2 separate regions of the Danio rerio genome follow, and region 1 is linked to region 2. A link is a contact called in public HiCAR-type data. All regions are on one chromosome and are shown on one strand. The core of a region is the stretch at or near the end of the contact, and the rest is flanking DNA. Distances in the headings are between cores, read along the strand shown.

Region 1 (3,518 bases), core at 448-2,947, 220 kb before region 2:
CTCGGATTTCCCTGCTCTATTGCATTATCTGCAGGAGTCTGGAAGGAGACACAAACACGGCTTCTGCTTGACCTGCTCCAACACTGAGATCAAGCTCAGCTGGAGATCCACATCATTCCAGAGCAGATGAACACACACACACACTCCAGGCTCCAGCGGATCGCCTCCTGAACACACACATCAAGAAAACTAAGGAGATTTTTTTAAACGTACTATAGTAAAATGTACACATTACAGTATTTACAGTTCTTTGGTAATGAATGCTTCAAATACTGTGGTATTAACTATAGTGAACCGATCAACTGTAATAAACAGGATGACTAAAACAGATCAATCAATAAATTACTTGTTTTACCATAGCAACTATAGAATCACTGCAACAGATCAATTAATGTGTTACCATAGCAACTGTTTAGTCACGACAATAGATCAATTATTATAGTACTTATGTTACCATAGCAACTATAGAATCACAACAGAACAATGCATGTGTTACCATAGCAACTATAGAATCGCCATAACTGATCAATTTATGTGTTACCATAGCAATTTTATAATCACTACAAACGGATCAATCAATACAGTACTTGTGTTACCATAGCAACTATAGAATCACCACAACAGATCAATTAATATGTTACCATAGCAACTATAGAATCACAACAAATTAATGAATGTGTTACCATAGCAACCATAGAATCACCACAACTGATCAATTAATATAGTTGTTGTGTTACCATAGCAACAATAAAATCACCACAACAGATCAATTACTAAAGTTGTTGTGCTACTATAGCAACTATAGGATCACCACAACAAATCCATTAATGTGTTACCATAGCAACTATATAATTACCACAACAGATCAAGCAATACAGTACTTGGGTTACCATAGCAACTACAGAATCACCACAACAGATCTATTAATGTGTTACCATAGCAATTGTAGAATCACTTCAATAGATCAAATAATGTTACCATAACAACAATAGAATCACCTCAACAGATCAATTACTGTAGGTGTTGTTACCATAGCAACTATAGAATTACTACAACAGATCAACTAATGTGTTACCATAGCAACTACAGAATCACCACAACAGATCAATTACTGTAGGTGTTGTTACCATAGCAACTATAGAATTACTACAACAGATCAACTAATGTGTTACCATAGCAACTATAGAATCACCACAACAGATCAATTACAATAGTCGTTGTTACCATAGCAACTATAGGATCACTACAACAAATGTGTCACCATAGAAACTATAAAGCTCAATTAGTATAGTACTTGTGTTACCATAGCAACTATAGAATCACCACAACAGATCAATTAATTCAGTTCTTGTTGTTACCACAGCAAACATAGTATTACCCGTGAATGTGTGAACATGGCCTTAGTCTTTTTTATTTGCTACATTGTAAATAGCTCACATTGATACCTGATTTTACAGTGTAAATACCTACAAATGATCCTTTAGATTACTTTAGAAAAGTGCAATAATTACAGCACTAATTACTCCTCATCGCACCCAACACTGGTGCTGATGTAGAAAAGCTGGTGATCTGGTGTCAGACACAGTTACTGAAGCACTCTTCTAAAGGCCGGGACCTGGGATGGAGCAATATCCTCTGGCTCTGCTTCTTGGCTCCGGCTCTTCTCATTTATTTTAATACAGATCTGGCAACCCTCCACTGGGAAGGTAATCCAGAGGAGCCTGACTCCTGAAGCCCACGATGAATCAGTCCATTACAGTTCAATAAAAGTGCACAATCGCTGCTTTCTGCTCCACTTGGCCAGGACAGCAGCGGAGGGGCGGCGGCGGGGGGTCCGCGACCACCCCGGCCATAAAAACACAGCCATTCTGTTAGCTGGAGACAATGTGGAGAAATAATGAAGCGCTTTACTTCCAATTACAGCACAAGAGCTTCATTATTAACCGCAGGTATGAGTCCACATCCGTCCTGTAAAAGAAGGAAAACCGTAAATGTCTCCAGTCATTCGGTCACATCATGAAAAAGAGATGAATTGAACAGGGTTGCCAGATTGGGTTGTCTGGTTAGAGTGATATAGTTCTTAATATAGTGAAGTGTTTTGTACTATTGTAGTATTAGCAATGCTCCAGCACTGAACTGATCAGCTGTAATGAATACTGTAGTTTAGTTTTTACAACAGTAACTGTAGTGTATTGTAGTATATTACACCTTATAGTAACACTAGAGTATTGGGTCATTTGTTTATATTAACATAGTTGCTGTGTTACCATAGCAACTGCAAAACCACAACAGATCAATTACTATAGTTATTGTGTTACCATAGCAACTATAGAATTACCACAACAGTTCAATTAACATATTACTTGTGTTACCATAGCAACTATAGAATCACTGCAAAAGATCAATTAATGTGTTACCATAGCAACTATAGAATCACGACAGAACAATTAATTATAGTTCATGATACCATAGCAACTATAAAATCACCGCAATAGATCAATTAATATAGCACTTGTGTTACCATAGCAACTATAGTATCACTGCAACAGATCAATTAATGTGCTACCATAGCAACAATAGAATCACTGCAACTGATCATTTACTGTAGTTGTTGTATTACCATAGCAACTGTAGAATCATCACAACAGATCAATCAATATAGTACTTGTGTTACCATAGCAACTACAGAATCACCATAACAGATCAATCAATATAGTACTTATGTTATCATAGCAACTATAGAATCACCACAACAGATCAATCAATATAGTACTTGTGTTACCATAGCAACTATAGAATCACCACAACAGATCAACTAATAATAGTTCTTGTGTTACCATAGCAACTATAGAATCACCACAACAGACCAACTAAAAATAGTAATTGTGTTACCATAGCAACTATAGAATCACCTCAACAGATCAACTAAAAATAGTACTTGTGTTACCATAGCAACTATAGAATCACCTCAACAGATCAACTAATAATAGTACTTGAGTTACCATAGCAACTATAGAATCACCTCAACAGATCAACTAATAATAGTTCTTGTGTTACCATAACAACTATAGAATCACCACATTAGATCAATCAATATAGTACTTGTGTTACCATAGCAACGATAGAATCACCACAACAGACCAACTAATAATAGTACTTGTGTGACCATAGCAACTATAGAATCACCTCAACAGATCAACTAATAGTAGTTCTTGTGTTACCATAGCAACTATAGAATCACCACAACATACCAACTAATAATAGTACTTGTGTTACCATAGCAACTATAGAATCAGCACAACAGATCAACTAATAATAGTAATTGTGTTACCATAGCAACTATAGAATCACCACAACAGATCAACTAATAATAGTTCTTGTGTTACCATAGCAACTAAAGAATCACCACAACAGATCAATCAATATAGTACTTGTGTTACCATAGCAACTGTAGAATCACTATAATAGATCAATTAATAATAGTACTTATGTTACCATGGCAATTATAGAATCACCAC
Region 2 (3,677 bases), core at 252-2,751:
GATCTGTCTTAATCCTTTGTGGCAGAGATTCGGTGTGCTCTTCTGCTGCTGTAGCCCATCCGCCTCAAGGTTGGATGTGTTGTGTGTTCAGAGATGCTCTTCTGCAGACCTCGGTTGTAACCTGAAGTAAAGTGAAACGGCTATACGTTGTGTTTGCTAGCCTCACGCATCATGCACCTGTCAGTCAGCACGTAACCTTAAAGGGTTAAACAAATGATGCACAGCACTAAACGGTTACAGAAAAGTTTGCGCTGTTATATGTCACTTACCCTTTAATACATTTTGGTGCGATTTTAACCCGCTAATAAAAAATAAAATGTTTTGAATGAGAAGCTGTAATGTAGCTTGGCGGGATGAATTTTGGCTTGGCGCCCGGCCATAGAAGAATGAATGTAGCGGAAACCATGACAGTAATTTATAAATAATATTGATGCATATTAAATACAGAAGAAGTCTGCCTTGTAGTTTTCTGCAGTTGGTTTTATTTGGGTTGTAAAGTCAATCTTTCTTCCTCAATGCGTTTCTGTTTATTAATTTAGCAGATACTTTTGTCAAAAGGGACTTACAAATGAGTCATCCATTGTGAAAAGGCAAGACTTTTTGCTTTTGTTTAGTCTTATTTTTTATTTGTTTTTTCTTTTGTTTTTGTAAATTTTTGCTTTATTTTAAATTATAATTTTTTGTTATTTTTTTATTTTTTATTTTATTTTCTATTTAGTTTTTAGGTTTGTTTGTTATTTTATTTCATTTTATTTTCATTATTTTTTATGTATTTGTTTATTTTTTATTTTATTTAAATTTCTTTATTTCTGTTTTGTTTTGGTGTTTTTATATATTTAAATTATTATTATTATTTTTTGGTATTTTTGTATTAAATTTTAATGTTTTATTTAGTTTTCGTTTATATTATTACAAATAGTAATATTTGTTGTTTTTTTTTTGTTATTTTTATTTTATTTTCTATTTAGTTTTTTTAGGCTTATTTGTTATTTTATTTTCATTTAATTTATTTTATATGTAGTTTTGGTTTATTTGTTGTTTAATTTAAATCATATTGTCTATTTAGTTATGTTTTTTTATTATTTAAATTTTCTCTGTAGTTTTGTCTGTTTGTTTTTTGGCTTAATTTATTTTTATTTTATTTTATATTTAGTTTTTAGGCTTATTTGTTTAATGTATTTTTTTCTATTTAGTTTTGGTTTATTTCAATTTAATTTTCTATTTAGTTATGGTTTGCGTTTTATTTTATTTAAATTTCTTTGATTTTCTATTTAGTTTTGGTATTTAGTTTTTTACAATTTTTAATTTATTCTTTTTCTTCAGTTTAGTCCTTATTTCATTTCATTTAATTTCTTTATTTCTTTATTTATTTTTGCTAATAATGATCAGTGGTTTGTCCAGCTGTGAGTGGTGTGCAGCATGAGTGATGAGTGTACCATGGATGTGTTGCTTGTGGTTCATCTGCTGTGCCACTCAGGAGAAAATGGCTGCTGTTTGCAGGTTTTACCGCACATCTGTCAGCCGTGACCAGCCAGGAGAAAATGAGCTCTGTGTCTCTGCTGCTTCATTCAGTTTCTGCCACATTCACCACACTGCCTTTTCTTTGCTGACAGTTTTTATTTTTCCATTATCTATTAACTGAGATTATGTTCATTAAACAGGGTTGTTTTTGTTGTTAATGTCTTTTTTAAGGACATGCTGACATTAACAGTTTCATTACTTCTGTGTTCTTTGGGTAATCTTTTGGTTTTGTGGCTGTTTTTAAGGACCCTGTAGGCTAGATTTTCATAGTAGATGACACTTTAGGCTAGTTTTAAATAGTGCTCTAGGCTAGTTTTAACAGTAGACAATGCTCTAGGCTAGTTTTAACAGTAGACGACGCTCCAGGCTTGTTGTAAAAGTAGATGACCCTCTAGGCTAGTTTTAACAGTAGACTGCACTCTAGGCTTGTTTTAACAGTAGATGGTGCTCTAGGCTAGTTTAAACAGTAGACAACGCTCTAGGTTAGTTTTAAATAGTACTCTAGGCTAGTTTTAACAGTAGATGATGCTCTAAGCTAGTTTTAACAGTAAACAACGCTGTAGGTTAGTTTTAAATACTACTCTAGGCGATGTAACAGACAACGCTCTAGGCTAGTTTTAAAAGTAGATGATGCTCTAGGCTAGTTTAAACAGTATATGGCACTCTAGGCTAGTTTTAACAGCAGACGACGCTTTAGGCTAGTTTTAACAGTAGACCATACTCTAGACTAGTTTTTAACAGTAGACGACGCTCTAGACTAATTTTAACAGCAGACAGTGCTCTAGGCTAGTTGTAACAGTAGACTGCGCTCTAGACTAGTTTTAACAGCAGACGACGCTCTAGACTAGTTTTAACAGCAGATGACGCTCTAGGCTAGTGTTAAATGTAAATGACAATTTAGGCTAGTTTAAACAGTAGTTGACGCTCTAGGCTAGTTTAAACGGTAGACGACGCTCTAGGCTAGGTTTAAATGTAGATGACACTTTTGGCTAGTTTTAAATGTAGATGACAATTTAGGCTAGTTTAAACAGTAGATGACGCTCTAGGCAAGTTTTAAATGTAGATGACACTTTAGGCTAGTTTTAAAAGTAGATGACTCTTTAGGCTAGTTTAAACAGTAGACGGCGATTCAGGTTAGTTTTAAATAGTGCTCTAGACTAGTTGTAACAGTAGACGGTGCTCTAGTTAAGTTTTAAATGGCGCTCTAGGCTAGTTTAAACAGCAGACGACGCTCTAGGCTAGTTTTAAATGTAGATGACACTCTAGGCTAGTTTAAAGTAGATGACGCTCTAGGTTAGTTTTAAAAGTAGATGAATCTTTAGGCTAGTTTAAACAGTAGACGATCCAGGTTAGTTTTAAATCGTGCTCTAGACTAGTTGTAACAGTAGACGGTGCTCTAGTTAAGTTTTAAATGGCGCTCTAAGCTAGTTTAAACAGCAGACGATGCTCTAGGCTAGTTTTAAATGTAGATGACACTCTAGGCTAGTTTAAACAGTAGACGACGCTCTAGGTTAGTTTTAAATAGTGCTCTTGGCTAGTTGTAACAGTAGACGGTGCACAGGGCCAACCGAACTCTCGTCTCCTCCACCAGCTGTGGGAAAAGCCATTATAACAACACAGATCACTGCCCATTCATGCAAGAGTCCTTCAGAAAAAAAGTGATTGACAGGTGCCAGGTGGTCATTTGTTTGTAACTTTATTTTTTAATGGTTTGGTTATGGGTAAAGCAAAGACCATGCGGGTCAGGTAGTGAAAACAGTTGGCTACAAATAATTAATTCGTTTTGATTTAATTGAAATTTAATAACCACCCCCGCCTACGACGACGATGGCATTGTCTATTGTGATGTTTCACTTTAGACATCGTACAATGCCAAATTGGTCAACATCGCCCAACCGTAGTAGACCGTGCTCTGGGATATTATTAACAGCATACAGTGCTCTAGGCTAGTTTTTAACGGTGCTCTAGGCTAGTTTTCATCATCAGACGGCGCTCTGGGCTATTTTTTTAATGGTTTATTTATACAGTTTTCGAACACATCACAAAAGTAAACAAGAGTTCCTATAATTCTTAATTGTGCTGATGATGCTCTTGTGTTTTAGTTTCTCCTCTTTCATGGCCTCTGACTATATCTAGTGCACTTCTCTTCATTGCAC

Evidence for each region. HiCAR-type assays count read pairs that join an accessible place to other places.
Region 1: a HiCAR-type map of caudal fin shows a contact between it and region 2, with 8 times the contacts expected there. The contact joins two enhancer-like sites. A contact is called at or near these places in 3 of 18 Hi-C or Micro-C datasets (caudal fin, embryo and an unstated tissue) and 1 of 4 datasets of contacts at active chromatin or transcription factors (caudal fin).

What each region holds. Positions count from the first base shown.
Region 1 is chr9:57,600,845-57,604,362 of GRCz12tu, reverse strand. No RefSeq gene overlaps it. Among named protein-coding and RNA genes, the nearest start is that of nlgn4xb, 63 kb to the left of the region's middle. Within about 2 kb of position 1,697, at least 4 of the 62 cell types and tissues checked have an H3K27ac peak or open chromatin away from gene starts, as enhancers often do.
Region 2 is chr9:57,385,250-57,388,926 of GRCz12tu, reverse strand. All of the region lies in intron 1 of tbl1x (transducin beta like 1 X-linked), which reads left to right. Among named protein-coding and RNA genes, the nearest start is that of tbl1x, 9.1 kb to the left of the region's middle. Within about 2 kb of position 1,501, at least 40 of the 62 cell types and tissues checked have an H3K27ac peak or open chromatin away from gene starts, as enhancers often do.